Regions from separate parts of the Mus musculus genome. Here region 1 is linked to region 2. The links are chromatin contacts, called in public promoter capture Hi-C maps. All regions are on one chromosome and are shown on one strand. Each heading gives the region's core, a stretch centred on a gene start, on an enhancer-like site or on the middle of the called end of the contact. The rest is flanking DNA. Distances are from core to core; before and after follow the strand shown.

Region 1 (3,328 bases), core at 77-2,576, 990 kb before region 2:
CCAGGAGCCTAAGGAGCTGTTTCCCAAGAACAATCACACACCCTGCTTTCACGTGGGTGCCTCAGAAGTCAACTGCCTCTGAAGAGAGCTTGGGCCAGGTTTGGGACGCTTGCAGAAATACCTTCTGTGTCCTACTGAAATAATGTGGTCTTTCAAGATGCTGCCAGCCTTAGAAGGCCAGTAATATTTCTTTTAAGCTTGACAAGTCTGAACAGAAAAACAAAAACAAAAAACCAAAAAAAAAAAAAAAAACCAAAAACCAAAAAAAACAAAAAACAAAACAAAACAAAACAAAACAAAAAAAACCAAAACCCACAACCTGCCTAGCTTCAGGCAGTTGAGCGACTGAGTTTCTGACTGAGACCTTCTTTCTGCAACTCTTCCTCGCTGATGTCAAAACCAAGTTAACAATAACCCACCGCAACACTACATTAGATAAATATCCTCAACCAATTCAAGACACCACCATCCACTCCTCCCCCCCCCTTTCAGCAAATCTCGGTTCTCTCCCCAAATGTCTAGCTGATACTTTTATATGTATGAAGTTGACATTGGCCCCCTTTTGTATACAGACCCTAATTATTACAGTTTTAATGTATACACCCCTCAATCCTTGAAGAGAAATGTTTTTGAATAGGGCCGCATAATGAGCAGTCAGGTAGCTTTGAATGAGGCAGCCCACACCAGCTAATAAGGGCCAAAGACAGCAAGAAGCTCAGGCCTAAGAAGGCCTCTGCCCAGCTGAGCTTTAACAAACGAAGAACTCTCCGGGTTTAAGGGTTTCTTCTGAGGTCACTTGCAGCTTTGACCTTCAAGGTTGCTAATAGGGCCCCGATGCTTCTCTTTCTACTAACTTTCCCCTAAATGGCCCTAGTTTACTTCAGCTGTCTCTACTTTCTCCCTGGCTCCTGGACGTTCTTGCCAAAGGGACCAGTTCCTTCCCTGCCTAGGCTGAAGAAGCCTTTCTTTCTCCTGGACCCGCAAGCTGAGACAGGGCCACATTCCAGCAACTCTGCAAGTTCCCCCACTCAAGTCTTTTTCAACTTTCTCTGTTTCCCCGTGGGCCTGCCATCCCCTGTTCTGAAGCTGCCGTCCGGTTCAGAGCCTCTCCTCTGGGTTCAAAACGGTAGCTGTGAACAAGTCCCTGGGGGAAGGTCAGCGAGTCCCCATCCCACCAGACACAGGGTGTGCCTGCACCCGCCCTCGCCCCAGCTTAGACTGGGTCTGCACCTACCTCTCCCGGCGGCGCCGCAGCCGGGGCCGCTGCTCGCTGGCCTCATGGGAGAGCCTGAGAGAAGTGTCAGGGTTGATTGCTGCCACTGAACTACGTGAGCGTCGGGGTGTCCCGGGGGTAGGGCCTGGGCTTAGTTCCCGGAGACGAACAAGGAGGAGGAGCCCAAGTTATCACATCAGGGCGGGACCTGGCGGCGGGACAGCCCAGATGGGGGCAGCGCCTCGCGAGCACCCCCACGCGGGCTGCCCCGTTCCCGGGTGGAGCTCGCCTCGAGCCCATTGCCTTCCGAGACCCGAGACGACACAGCGTGTGCCTCTTGCCTGTGTGCAGCAAAAGGAGATCTGAACCTAAGTGGGGAGTAGTAGGGACTGGTCCGCACTACTTGATGGAGTCAGGGCTGGGACACGGGTTTCTCGCGTCTATTTCGTAACGGGAAACTGAAGCCCCGGGAGCTTGTATTTGGACTCCAGATTCTGCCACAAAAAACTAGAATTATCTTCCAAAGTGTCACATCTCAGGTTGGGGATGTGCCACGTTAGGACTCGAGACATCCTTTCTGTTCAGGACACGTTTCGCAGGCTAACTCGCTTAGGGATCTCGGGGGTCCCCTCTAGGCTCCATCCCAGCTCCGGTGCCTGAGATGTTTCTGCACGCTGAAGCGACAAGCCACCCGAGCCCAGCTAGGGGATTCTACTACCTGGGAGTCAGTGTTAGTGGGACAAATGGTAAGTGTCGGAGAACTCCCCCGCGTGCCCCTCACCGCAGATTTCCTGGCTCTGGACCTTGAACTAGAGGCTTGAGGAGGTACGTACCCGGTACCACTCTTGAGTACGGAGGGGAGACCCTTCAGCCCGCCCCACCATCTGAGCTGGGTGACAGTGACAGCAACCACGACGGCAAAAGTGGGGCAGGCACTCGGCTTGGTCCACGCAACAGCAGCCCTCTCACCTGCTCACTGGATTGCAGCACTCTGGATTCCAGCTCCAGCAATCTGTGGCTCACTTTAACTTTCCAGCCACCTCTCCCCACTAAGGGTGCTATCCAAGACCACCTTACCCCCACCCCCACGTGAACGCAGGACTCAGCCAATGAGCTTCCGGGACATGAGCCGCAGACCAATAGCTACACTTGGGGCGAACAGCACTCTACCACGTGATCTGCAGTGTGTGGCGAGTGACAGGGCTGGAGTCCAGGATCTGGGAAGGGGACAGCGGGTCACAATTTCATCAGGAACCGGGGTACCCATGCCAAGGGGTGGAGGCGATTTCCTACGGTAGAAGGTCCGGCTGTAGAGAGACGGACTGAGGAGCACAGGCTGTGTGCAAAGTTCCCCACTGCTAACAAAGTTCTAGCTAGATGGTAGACTCCCAAGTGTGGAAGGCAGTGTTGTCTTTCCTTTGGCCCCTCCTTCTCCCGCCCTCTTAGGACAAAAAGCCCCAGGGTTCACAGATGGCCATGACCTTCTCAGAATGCCCAGAAGCAAGTGTTCTCTCCCCATTTTGATTTTATCTGCAGCAGTAGTGTCCCAAGCATTCACTGGATCTTGCTTTTGTGGCTGTTACTCTAGCAAAATCTTTCCCTTAGCGATGTTATCTGGCAGAAGAGCATGACTCTCATGCTCACAGTACTGCACAGGTGAGAGAGGATTAGTAAGGTGGGTGTGTTTAGGAAACAGCCTGACTTCGGTCCATACAGTAGCCTGGAGTTCTATACAGGGTCTGAACACTTTAGGAAACAAGGATTCCTCTTGGGAAACCTATGGCCCTGAGCAGCCACTTGAGTGAGGTAGGCTCATGGTTTTCTACCTTTAATGACTAGTGAAAATTTGGGAAGTTGCTAATTGATACAGGATTGCCAACTTTACAAAGTGTTAAGTCAACACACTAAAACAAACAAATCTACCACCCGCCCTTTCTGTTTTGAAACAGCCTCTTATTACATAGCTCCAGCTGATCTCCAACTTAACCCTGTAGTACAGGCTAGCTGCAAACTCATAGCCTTCCTGGGTTATAGGCACGCACCACCACTTACTGACTTTTTTTGTTAAGTTTTTGGTTTTTTTGGTTTTTTTGACAAGGCTTTTGTGTGTAGCCC
Region 2 (3,110 bases), core at 342-2,841:
TTTAGTCTACCCTTCCTTCCTCTGATGGTCAACATGGCTGCACCCAGAGTGATCCTCCAATTCCTGTGACCATTCATGGTGCTTCATGAATGTGGAAGATGGATCTAGCAGCGTGACTGTTGAAAGCCAGGGGTTAAAGCCCTCTAAATTAGCCCAATAAAGCCATTAAAATGGAGACGATCTGTCCCATATGTTATTGGCCACAGTGTTGGGCCGAATTAATTATTGCATGAGCCAACAACTAATGGGGGCTGAGAGTTGAGTGTGTAGTTTGATCTAGATGCGTGCGATACATAGGGGAGTGAATGGGACAGAGAGAGCCAGCCTCACAGAGAGCAGCAAGTCCTGGAGGGACCTGAAGAAAACAGCATCTACCCTTCGTCCTCCCGTACTAGAAGAAAGCCATGTTCCTGGATGTCTTGGTCTTGTCCCTTCTTCCTTACTCCTGTAGAAAGCTCTGCAGCAATGTTTTGCTCTTCCGCCTGAGCTCTGAGGAAGGAGGAACGAGTCTGCATGCCCTGACCATGGTGGGCCTGGGGTAGCTCTATTTCTACCTAGCTGTTGGAACTCTCAGCTACATGAAGGCATAGGATGAGGGACGAAGAGTGTGGCCCGGTGGTAGGCTGCTTTCTTAGCATTATGCCAGGTGCTAGGAAGACATCCCCCCCCCCACCCTGCACTGCAAAAGAGAAAAGCAGCAATGAAAAGGGAATAAGGTAGGTTCCTGGGCAGAGCTAAGAAGCCGTAGATCAGGTAGGTTCACAGATAGAGCTAAGAAGCGATAGATAGGCCTTCCAAGCTTGCTGGAGTGTTGTGTGCTTCTTTCAGTATTTTCAGGGTATGACACATAAATGGTCCCAGGGAAATGCCTTTCAGTGGGATAGCAGCCTCCTTACATGATTAGTATATGCAAATGAAAGAAACTACATTAACGTTACAGTCAAAGCTTTCCTTCTTAGACCGCACAAGGTTCTGGGTAGCTCTTGGGGTTTGAGTTCATGCAGACCCAACTCTGTCCCTGATGGGAGCTGTTGCCACTGCTGGAAAGTGGGGACAGACGTGTCACCACATCCCCCCACTGTGGGCAGATGGAGGACAGTGACATTTGTGCTTCTTTCTCATCCCAGGTGCTGAATAAATGCCAATTCTCTTCCTTCTCCCTGAACTGTGGGTATCATTGGTCTCCGTACAGCCCTAATCATAATGGAAAGAATTGCACAGTACAGCAAGAGCCTATGAAGAGATATTCTCCTTCACAGACATGGGTTGAGGCCCACCCAGAAAACTGACATGGAGTGGTTGTAAAGAAATTAAGATCAGCACACACTGACAAGTATTAGTACCGAGAGCAGCCAGTTTTCAAATGTCCCTACAAAATGTCAAGTGCGTTAGATGCATGGCTGTCTTTCCCATCCATTCTTGGAAGAAAAAAAAAGAAAGGGGGAAGAAGGGAGGAGAGGAGAGAGGGGAAAGGAGGAAGGAAGGAAGGGAGAGGGAGGCATAACAGTTCTAGGCAGAGACCAAGGAAATTCTTTACATCCTGTCTCGTGACTTCATGCACACCGCTTAATGTCCAGTGAGTGCTATTTTACACACACGTGGACATCTAGCTCCAACTGTCAAAACAAGGTGCTGTCCCTCAGGACTTAAAGCATGCATGCTTTGTGCTCATTGAAGAAGGATGTTTCCAGAATTATGGGCTGGTTCCGTCATGCGAGGCCTGTGTGGTCTGGGAGCAGGATGGCAAAAGGGAAATGTCTCAGTCACAGCTCTCTGCAAGAGTCCTTCCAGACAGCAAACGCAAGGAGTGCACAGGAAGACCTTCAGGCAGGGGGATCCTCTGCCTTCCTGGAGCCCTTTCTAGGCTCCAGGCACCAGATAATCGAATCCCCACGCATGGAACTATGGGAATCCTCAGTTCACTGCGCGATAGAGAACAACTCTATATAAGAGAGTTTCAAGGTGAATCATGGTTCCGAGAAGATCTGCAACTCTGCTGGGGTTATGCAGCAGGATGGCTTCCTTGCTAGGCAAAAAAAGTAATTTCCAGCCTCAGATGCGGAGGGAATCTCTGTCAAGGGCAGGGAAGCTTCTACCTGGTCCACTCCCTCCCTTGCTCGCTCCATCATCTCCAATTTTCTCACTCACCTGCCAGAAGCTTCCTCTGCAACTAAGCTCAGCCACCCAAATCCATGATAGACTGGACCACAAACATCTCCTTTACAAAGGGCTGAAGTTCAGTGGGGTGTGGTGGGCTGGGCCTGTAATCCCAGGACTCAGGAGGCTAAGGCAGGAGGACTATGAGTTCAAGGCAGGCTTGAGATACACAGCAAGTTCCAGGATAGCCTGGGATACATACTGAGAGTCCATCTTGAAGAAGGAGCAAAAAGAAACATATTCCAGGCTTGGTGTTAACATCAGCTATAATCTCAGCACTGGGAGGCAGAGGCAGGAAGGTGGAGAGCTGGAGACCGCTGGAATACATAGTAACTTCTGGAACAAGCTGAAGTAAATAGGAAACCCTAAGCCAACCTTAGCTACATATCAGAACCTTGCCTAAAAGGTGGAGGGAAGGCTGGAATGAAGCTTCCCTTGTAAGCAGAAAGACCTTTGATCCCCAGAACCCACATTAAACCCATTGAGGCTTGTTAGTACCTACTTGCCATCCTAGAAAGTGTGGGGAAGAAACAGGTGGATTCCTGGGGCTTTCCGGCCGGCAAACCTAGTCTACCTGGTGAGTTCCAGGTAGACTAGAGATGAGAGGTCCTGTCTCAAAACAAAAAAACAATGAAACAAAACAAGAAAACAAAGTGTTCAGGCTCTATGGGAAAAGGTGCTTGCTGCCAAGCCTGGCAAGTTGGGTTCAATCCCTGGGACAAACGAGGTGGAAGGAGAGAACCAACTCCTGCAAGTTGTCCTCTGGCCTCCGTACAAACATGCATGTGCATGCACACACACAAGGAAATAAATGCAATGGCACTTTAAGAACAACAGCCAAGGTTGTACTTTTTGGGCCTCCACATGCATACACACACATGCTATGGACCATACATGCACACACACACACACGCACACGAACACACACACACACAAATGTCTACGAGGCTCTG

What was found. Promoter capture Hi-C pulls out the DNA fragments that hold promoters and counts their contacts.
Region 1: a promoter capture Hi-C map of pre-B cells shows a contact between it and region 2, with 2.5 times the contacts expected there. The contact joins the promoter of Ppp1r3b here to the enhancer-like site in region 2. A contact is called at or near these places in 4 of 39 promoter capture datasets (the 3T3-L1 cell line, embryonic stem cells, pre-B cells and 1 more) and 2 of 9 other capture datasets (embryonic stem cells and liver).

What each region holds. Positions count from the first base shown.
Region 1 is chr8:35,374,660-35,377,987 of GRCm38.p6, reverse strand. Ppp1r3b (protein phosphatase 1, regulatory subunit 3B) reads right to left here and starts at 1,326. Exons shown (of 2, transcript NM_001364452.1): 1 at 1,235-1,326.
Region 2 is chr8:34,388,807-34,391,916 of GRCm38.p6, reverse strand. No RefSeq gene overlaps it. Among named protein-coding and RNA genes, the nearest start is that of Gm33831, 3.6 kb to the right of the region's middle. Within about 2 kb of position 1,591, at least 2 of the 459 cell types and tissues checked have an H3K27ac peak or open chromatin away from gene starts, as enhancers often do. A contact at or near this core is called in pre-B cells, where this site is marked.